2 separate regions of the Zea mays genome follow, and region 2 is linked to region 1. A link is a contact called in public Hi-C data. All regions are on one chromosome and are shown on one strand. Each heading gives the region's core, a stretch centred on a gene start, on an enhancer-like site or on the middle of the called end of the contact. The rest is flanking DNA. Distances are from core to core; before and after follow the strand shown. Region 1 overlaps LOC541914 (aldehyde dehydrogenase 5). Region 2 holds the start of LOC100273773 (B3 domain-containing protein).

Evidence for each region. A called contact is a pair of places that touch in the nucleus more often than the background predicts.
Region 2: a contact with region 1 is called in a Hi-C map of root tip, with 1.9 times the contacts expected there. The contact joins the promoter of LOC100273773 here to the enhancer-like site in region 1. A contact is called at or near these places in 3 of 25 Hi-C or Micro-C datasets (bundle sheath, ear and root tip).

Annotation. Positions count from the first base shown.
Region 1 is chr3:227,323,033-227,327,074 of Zm-B73-REFERENCE-NAM-5.0, forward strand. It overlaps LOC541914 (aldehyde dehydrogenase 5), which reads left to right. Exons shown (of 8, transcript NM_001111577.2): 2 at 1,244-1,386; 3 at 1,478-1,951; 4 at 2,035-2,208; 5 at 2,281-2,418; 6 at 2,520-2,657; 7 at 2,761-2,822; 8 at 2,946-3,459. The coding sequence ends at 3,219. Among protein-coding and RNA genes, the nearest start is that of LOC541914, 6.7 kb to the left of the region's middle. Within about 2 kb of position 1,334, at least 14 of the 20 cell types and tissues checked have an H3K27ac peak or open chromatin away from gene starts, as enhancers often do. A contact at or near this core is called in bundle sheath, ear and root tip, where this site is marked.
Region 2 is chr3:227,543,478-227,548,066 of Zm-B73-REFERENCE-NAM-5.0, forward strand. LOC100273773 (B3 domain-containing protein) reads left to right here and starts at 2,721. Exons shown (of 6, transcript NM_001148177.1): 1 at 2,721-2,975; 2 at 3,085-3,327; 3 at 3,430-3,555; 4 at 3,659-3,865; 5 at 4,190-4,272. The coding sequence starts at 2,835. The coding sequence ends at 4,234. LOC103651554 (pentatricopeptide repeat-containing protein At2g33680) reads left to right here. Exons shown (of 8, transcript XM_008677211.4): 7 at 1-34; 8 at 135-299.

The DNA.
Region 1 (4,042 bases), core at 84-2,583:
GCAGTTAAATTGCCATCCCTATTCGTCCTTACATCCTCCGTGACAATGACTTTAATCATCCTTAAGGCTATCCGAAGTCGTTTCCGCTAAAATTCTCCTCCGATATTCTCTCTCACGCAACGGTTCACACTTCATCTCTCCCCATTTATCACTAAATCTTAGTATTCATACATGAAAACTGTACCACCCTGTTCTACCCCACTCGATCGCTGCATTCCTCTCCTAGCAAACTGCATAGCAGAGTAACATGAAAAATAAAAACAACGCTGCCACCGACGACGACCAAGTAAGCAGGAGACGTGGCCTCTGTCGCCGAGGAATGAGGTGGCTTGCGCAGGCATTGCTGAGGAAGCAGGTGGCGCGCGCGACCACTACTGAGGAAGATGAAGGTGCGGCGGCGACCGCCGTTGCCGAGGTAGAAGAAGGCGTGACCACTGTCGCCGAGGAATGAGGTGGCGTGTGCGGGCATCGCCGACGAAAGAGCCACGACGGCCACCACCAAGAAAGCAAGTGGTACGTGTGGCTGTTGCCGAGGAAGAAGGAGGTGCAGCGACCGTCCCCGAGAAAGCAGGTGGCACGCACGGTCGTCGCCGAGGAAGGAGACACGCGCGGCCGTCACTAGGAGGCGTGCGCGGCCTTGTCGGAGGAAGTAACACGTGGGCGGAGAGTGCCTCTACTCCCAGCGGCAGAGAGAAGGCCCCAGAATGATAGAGAGAAGATTAGCGGCCACTGATGCGGCCTTTAGGGCTAGTTTGGGATCCATAAAACTGGAGTAGATTGTAGGGACTAAAATCTTCTGCTTATTAAATTTTGAATAAGAAGAAGTGAATTTTATTCCTTCAATCATCTCCGGTTTTTGGACTCCCAAACTAATCCTCAATGCCTCCTATAGCCTCTATTCCTCCAAGGTAGGGGAGTGAGAATGGAACGGTGGCCGCCGCAGCGCTGTAGCCAGCATAACACACACTACTCATGGTTTGCATTTACTTGTGTCGAGAAAATGATACAATTCTCCCTATGTTTTTTGTGATTCCTTCCCTTCGAAAACTTAATCAAGTACGTATAATAAGATATCTATATCTTGTAAACCATACTGATTTTGGTATTATAAATGTTGATATATATATATTTTAAAAATGGTTAAATTTGAAATAGCTTGATCCAGTATTATGTTATAATTGCTTTTTTGTCCCAAGCAGGACTGATTGATCATATGTATAAGAGGTACATTGTTATTTCGCAGGCAAGACATTCGATACCAGGGACCCACGGACCGGCGACGTGCTGGCCCACGTAGCAGAGGCAGACAAAGCTGATGTGGACCTGGCGGTGAAGTCCGCCCGGGACGCCTTCGAGCACGGCAAGTGGCCCCGCATGTCAGGCTACGTAAGTCCATCACCATGTCCACGATGCTCAAACTGACCGCCGCCCAGGAGTGGTACTCGAAGAATAACGATGCCGCTGTTGCGCGCAACAGGAGCGCGGGCGGATCATGAGCAAGCTGGCGGACCTGGTGGAGCAGCACACGGAGGAGCTGGCGGCGCTGGACGGTGCCGACGCCGGGAAGCTGCTGCTGCTGGGCAAGATCATCGACATCCCCGCGGCCACGCAGATGCTGCGCTACTACGCCGGCGCCGCCGACAAGATCCACGGCGACGTCCTGCGCGTCTCCGGCAGGTACCAGGGCTACACGCTCAAGGAGCCTATCGGCGTCGTGGGCGTCATCATCCCCTGGAACTTCCCCACCATGATGTTCTTCCTCAAGGTCAGCCCGGCGCTCGCCGCGGGCTGCACCGTCGTCGTCAAGCCCGCCGAGCAGACGCCGCTTTCCGCGCTCTACTACGCGCACCTCGCAAAGATGGCCGGCGTCCCCGACGGAGTGATCAACGTCGTCCCCGGGTTCGGCCCCACCGCCGGCGCCGCGCTCGCCTCCCACATGGACGTCGACAGCGTGAGCACGCCGCGCTGAACTGAATTGCCCAATAGCTAGGTTCCTGATCGACCAAGAATTCACATCGCATTGTTCTTCGTCAGGTGGCCTTCACCGGCTCCACAGAGGTGGGTCGCCTCATCATGGAGTCGGCCGCGCGGAGCAACCTCAAGACGGTCTCGCTGGAGCTCGGCGGCAAGTCGCCGCTCATCATCTTCGACGACGCCGACGTCGACATGGCCGTTAACCTGTCGAGGCTTGCCGTCTTCTTCAACAAGGTATGCTGGCATTGCATTCAACACTGTACAGGTACAAACGGTGATGATGCCTGGAACATGCAAATATTCCAGGGAGAGGTTTGCGTGGCGGGATCGCGCGTGTACGTGCAGGAAGGGATCTATGACGAGTTCGTCAAGAAGGCCGTGGAGGCCGCGCGGAGCTGGAAGGTTGGAGACCCGTTCGATGTCACCAGCAACATGGGCCCTCAGGTACAGTACATTGAGTTGTTGTGTGTGACGGATAAACTAGTCAAGTTCATTCATGGCGGAAGCATCTGAATGAACGGATAATTCTCTGTTGGTCGTGCTAGGTTGACAAGGACCAGTTTGAGAGGGTCCTAAAGTACATTGAGCATGGCAAGAGCGAGGGAGCGACTCTGCTCACCGGCGGCAAGCCTGCCGCCGACAAAGGGTACTACATTGAGCCCACCATCTTTGTCGATGTCACTGTAAGTTAAACGACAAGCACAGCACAACGAAAAATACATACGATTAGAAACAATGGCGAGTCACTGACGCATGCTCATCTCATCATCTGGATGGATTGACCAGGAGGACATGAAGATCGCGCAGGAAGAGATCTTCGGCCCCGTCATGTCCCTCATGAAGTTCAAGTACGTACACCATACACTAACATCGAAATTGATATTGTTCATGCCTCTTGCATTCTGAGGTTCTGATGACTGACGGCCGTTGTTTGCACATTTCTTCTCCCGCCATGCATCCCCATTCCCCAGGACGGTTGATGAGGTGATCGAGAAGGCCAACTGCACCAGGTACGGGCTCGCCGCCGGGATCGTGACCAAGAGCCTGGACGTCGCCAACCGGGTGTCCCGGTCGGTGCGCGCCGGCACCGTGTGGGTGAACTGCTACTTCGCCTTCGACCCGGACGCGCCCTTCGGCGGGTACAAGATGAGCGGCTTCGGCCGGGACCAGGGGCTGGCAGCCATGGACAAGTACCTGCAGGTCAAGAGCGTCATCACCGCGCTCCCGGACTCGCCATGGTACTGAGTTGAGCCAGGGACCGATGGAACCCCATCGATCTCTTCTTGTGCAGTGTACATGCGTCATGCGTGCGTGCTCACACAGCTGGGTTGCTGCTTTGTGCTTGTGTTCGTCTCTGGTTTGTGGCTCATGTGTGTTAGTCTGCACCCTATCCTTCTGTACGTAGCTGCCGGACATGCAAATAGTATGTTAAGTACACCATATAAACTCTTGTTTTATAAATTCAAGTTTAGCTTGGAGCCTTCACTCCTTCAGCCTTGAACAAAATATCTTAGTGACATTAGTCTTTTTTTTCTGGTCACGGCTTGCCATTATCACTGGTACACAAATAATTAACACAACGCTTTAAACCATGGAGATGGTTAAAAAAAGATTCATGTCTATGGAAAAAGACAAGCCTTTTAAGAGAACCATCTTTCAAAATCTAGATCATTTTCAGAGGTGTACCTTCGTGATTATAGGTCGGCCTGCTAACATTCACATGGAACATGGAGCCGAGTGTCCCATACACTCGACAAAGATCATTTTGCACCCAACAAAAAATTTGCAGAGTGTTACAGACAAAAAACATTCGGAAATATTTTATCGTCAAATTATTCTTTGCCGAGTATTTTTTCAGGCACTCGGCAAATTAAAAATAAAAACAAAAATAGCAAAACATATTTTAAAATTAGAGAAACAACTCCGCAAACCACAACCATATTGTCCTACCCATCGCCCTATCATTTTTCACCATTGAAAGTGAAATGACCTCAACCATCTCCAATAATCGATTTTGGTGTTTGACGACCATCACAAAACTTATAGACTAATGAGTTTGCCTAGTTGA
Region 2 (4,589 bases), core at 1,471-3,970, 220 kb after region 1:
TTGATGTCACCTGGGAGATGATAAACTGATTAAGGTATGAGATGTGACTTGTATGGAAAATTAATAAACTTTTTTACTTGGTTTATCTACTTGAACTTCATTTTCATTTTTATGTTTGGGATATGCATGGACAGAAATTATTTACACTCGAAGGACACAAGGTGACTGTGTATTCTATATCCCAGTGTAATCTTTATTCTAAACAAGATCGATGTTATTACAATGAATCAGAATTGCTGAATCAAGAGTTTGTATAACCTATAAACTTTTATGAATTGCTGATTTTTTTTTCTGAGTTTCGATAAGGCGCCTTTATATTCTAGTTAATTACAAGGTCAAGAAAAATCCTCATGGAAACAGAGATCACGGATGGATTATTTTGAGGGCAGAAAGACAACGGTGTATGGGTCATACATCCAACTTTATCATCGCCGTAGAACTGCAGCTGGATTTTCTGCTGCTGCCGGTGGTGACGATGCAGCCTGCCGCCAATGAGAAATATGCAGGCGGTGGCGGCTGCTACCCCAAACGAGCACAGCGCGGATCACGTTCACCTTCAGCTTCCCCACGCTGAACACCGGGCATTGCGGTTGCGGCCACGTCTTGTCGTCGTAGTCGTCCTTTTTGATACCTTCTTCTACCTCCTCTTGAGCAAAGTTGTCGGCGGCGGTGGCGGACTCCTTGGTATCAGGGCTCCGGATCGCCTTTTCGGATCGACAACTAGGCACGGCGGATTTGCAGGTCTAATCCGGCACGACCGTTGATGCCCTTGCACGCGTCGTGCCAATCTGAAGAGATTCAGATGCTATTTAAGAGCAAGTACAATAAGAGGTGACTAAATGCTGAGGTGGAGAGAGAAGATGAGAGAAGAAAATCAGCCTATAAACTTATATCGGCTTGAGTCTTGGACATAAGAACCAAGAAGCTGAGAGAAAAATGAGGCCCTATATTAATACTAAAGAGCTAACCATTACACGGGTGAGATAAATGTTAGCCTACAAGGATTTTTACAGCCAACAGTTGGCTTTATTATTAAACTTGCTTAGGCGGTTGTGAACAAAATTACATACGTGAAACAATAAGCGATCCTTACCATCAAGATTCTTGCTGCCATGGCTCATGTAGAACCTCCTGTGTTCTGGCAGGACCACCCAGTCCCACACATCCTGGCTTGCATCCATGGTGAGACCTCCTCGGCTCCTCCTATTGCAAGCAAGCTGATGCAATAAGGTGGGGGCGGCTGCTAAAGTCTCGACTATTACTAATTAGTAGCTGCTAAGTAATTTTTAAGTAGTTAAGTACATAAAAACAACGGTCGATTCAATAAATATTAGTTATTTATTTGTTTGTGTGTTTGATAAAAACATATAGTCTATTAAGTTAAAATTTAAATTGAAATCAGACATGTAATCTATTAAATAGTGTTTACCTCTCTCTATAAAAAACCTAGCTATGCTCATGTTTGGCGCATCTATATCACTATACAATCCAACCGTTTAAATTGTATGAAACACACTCAATCAAATCACCCACACACCATAACCTCTACTAAATCCACTAAATAAATTATATTCAAATTTAATACATCATTAAAACTAACTATTCTCCTCTTACTCAAATTTAATTAATAAAATTATTTAGATCATCGACCCTCGTCCTTTCCCATCTTCCTCCCGCGTGACCCTACCGCCCCCAGCCTTGTCGCGGTGAACGATGATCCTCAGGTTTGACTCCTCGTGGAGGTACTGCAAGCCCCGTGCGACGCCGATAATGATTTGGTGCCTAGTTCTCCAGTTCAGATGGTTAGGAGGAGCACGGAGCAAGCATGTCAGCAGCAAGTGAGCTATGGACAACGGACATTCAGGTGAATCTTCAAAGTCATGCATGATTACCGAATAGTACCTTGTCCAAGCTCTTGTTAGGCTTACACCAGCAGCCGCTGCGACCCCCTGGGAGCAGCACCTGACCCCACCAAACGCACGAGGTTCTTTGTGCTGGATGCTTGTGACCATCCGACCCACCCTGCCCAGACTTGCCGACGCTGAGCTGCTGAAAGCAAAATGGTCTTAAACCATTTTCTATATTAATTTTGCCATCATAATCATATAGATTAATAGTAGGATCAAAAGGCTCGAGAAACCCCGCCACGAGCAGGATCTGCTGGACAGCGAACGTGTGTGTATTTCCGCTTGTGAGTGTCTATTTTTTTTAAATGCTAAACTATTGAGAAGTGTGGTTAATTGGAAGGTGTTGAAGATGTGTTTTTGTTTTAATTTTTATCATAAATTCTGAACTGGAAGAACGTTTTGGTAACTCTCACAGATACTCTAACCTAATCAGATGGAAACGAGAAATTGCCTTTCCCAAAATCAACCAAATACGTAGCTGTTTGATCATGTTAATGATGTGGAAGCACGTCCTTTTCATACTTTTATTTATACCTCCCTCTAAAATAGGGCCAAATACAAAAATTGAGTATAGTTAGTGTTAGTCATAGTCTTATAATTTTGTTTCTTTAAGTTAGTATCACTATTCATACAACTGTTTTCGATTGTAATAATTAATTTGTATTGGCTGTACGTATTATCATTGCTAAATCCGGAATTCATATTTTCATTATAAAAGATGCATTCTAGCAATGCGGGGTCGGCAGAATTCAAATTTTCAATTTTCGAACCCTTCTGCCGTTCGTGTGCACCTGGATGGGGTCCATAAATATAGAAGGCCTCTTCATCTTCCTATTCTCCTTTCTCTAAACCGCCGCTTCTGTTCTGATCTGCTCCCCGAAACTACTAAAACAAATCGAAGTGGGGAACAGACAAGAGAGAAGGGAGATGGCGGAGGCGGTGGCGGTGGCGTACGAGGAGCAACGGCGGAGGCAGATAGAAATGAACAAGCGGAAGCTGGAGGAGCTGCAGCTCCACCACCTCTCCGCCGCCGTCAGAGAGGCCGCCGCCGCTGCCAAACCCTCGTCGGTGTGTCCCGGTTGCTTGACCGATAGCCACGATGGCCGGGCTGTTTCTTGTGTCGCTCGATGCCTTCTTTTCTTGTCATTCTCTGGGTTCAAATCTGCTTTTTCTGCAGGCCAAGAAGCGGAAGGCGCCGGTGCCGCGGGACGCCGCCACGGAGCCGCCAAGGCGGTCCGACCGACTCGCCAACCTCCCTGAGAAGCCAATGTACCGCGAGGTCAGGGTGAACTTGCCATTTCCGGAGGGCAGCAAGTCCAATGCGCGGGTGCCGCTGGACGCTGCCAACTCCGTGGTGGTGGAGCCACTACGGTGGTCCGACCGACTCGCCAACCTCCCCAAGAAGCCCATGTACCACGAGGTCAGTGTCAAAGGGTCAGCTTCATAGAAATTACTAATTTTTTCATCTTCTCTCCCTGTACTTCGTAGAACACATCGCGGTTTTGAAAACAATCTGATCCAGGATTCGGACGAGGAGAGGAGCTACGCCATCTCTAAGGCTGAGGAGCTGGTGCAAGAGCTGGGCTCCAGCTTCCCCATCTTCACCCAGCCCATGACACTGTCCCATGTCTCCGGAGGCTTCTGGCTGGTAAAGTAGAGGAGGCTTCAGTTCGGCACGTCCTGTTGTTTTCGATTGTTAATTCACCCCACATCGAGGTAAATTCTTATTTGGTGGGCTTGTGAAAACGCAGGGCCTCCCGAAGCATTTCTGCCGGGAGCACCTGCCTAAGAGTGATGAGACGATCACCTTGGTGGATGAGGAGGATGACGAGTCAGACACGTTCTACCTTGCAATGCAGGCTGGCCTCAGCACTGGATGGAAAGAGTTCGCCATCCAGCACAAGCTGCTTGATGGAGATTGCTTGGTCTTCCAACTGATTGAGCGGACAAAGTTCAAGGTGATTGAGATCTATTTTGCATTGCAATAACGTGTATGAATCATCTATAGAACTTGCATGGCCGCTGATTATTAAAGGGAACTGAATAACAATAACTGAAATTTACAGAATCAAATATCCTTTAGAAAGAAATAAAAATGTCTTGTTTCAAACTTGGTCTTTGTACAAATTTACTTCAATTGTTTCCAGTTATCAGATCAGTTGTTATCATGGCTTCTTATCTATCATGTTCCAGTAACATCTGTTTTTCTTAAGGACTAAGTTGGAGGAATCTATGATTATAATAATGCTGACCAAGCAATTTCTCTTGTGCAAGTGTTGCAGGTCTACATAATTCGAGCAACTTTGTACTTCGAAAGTGATCACTGATGAAACTAGTAGCTTCTAATATGGTTATTGGAGCACGGGTAAAACTTGACCTTCATTGTTTAAAATGGTTGAATAAGAGTTTCATACTTCTGTTTTTTTTCGGAGGGTGCAAATTCTCCCATTTCCATATTGGGTTTGAACTTTCAGCTTTTTGATCGCTAAACATCAATGTTTATAATCTCACTTCCATTAATTATGAAAATACAAGGGCCTATGCTGCTTCAGTGAGCAGGGGCGGACCCAGTCCAACATTTGAGTGGGGGCCTAAATAGAGGCTAAATGACTACTAGACCTTTGTAGCTACACTAAAATGTCCACTGAAACTAGAAAATTGAGTGGGGGCCTGTGCCCCCGC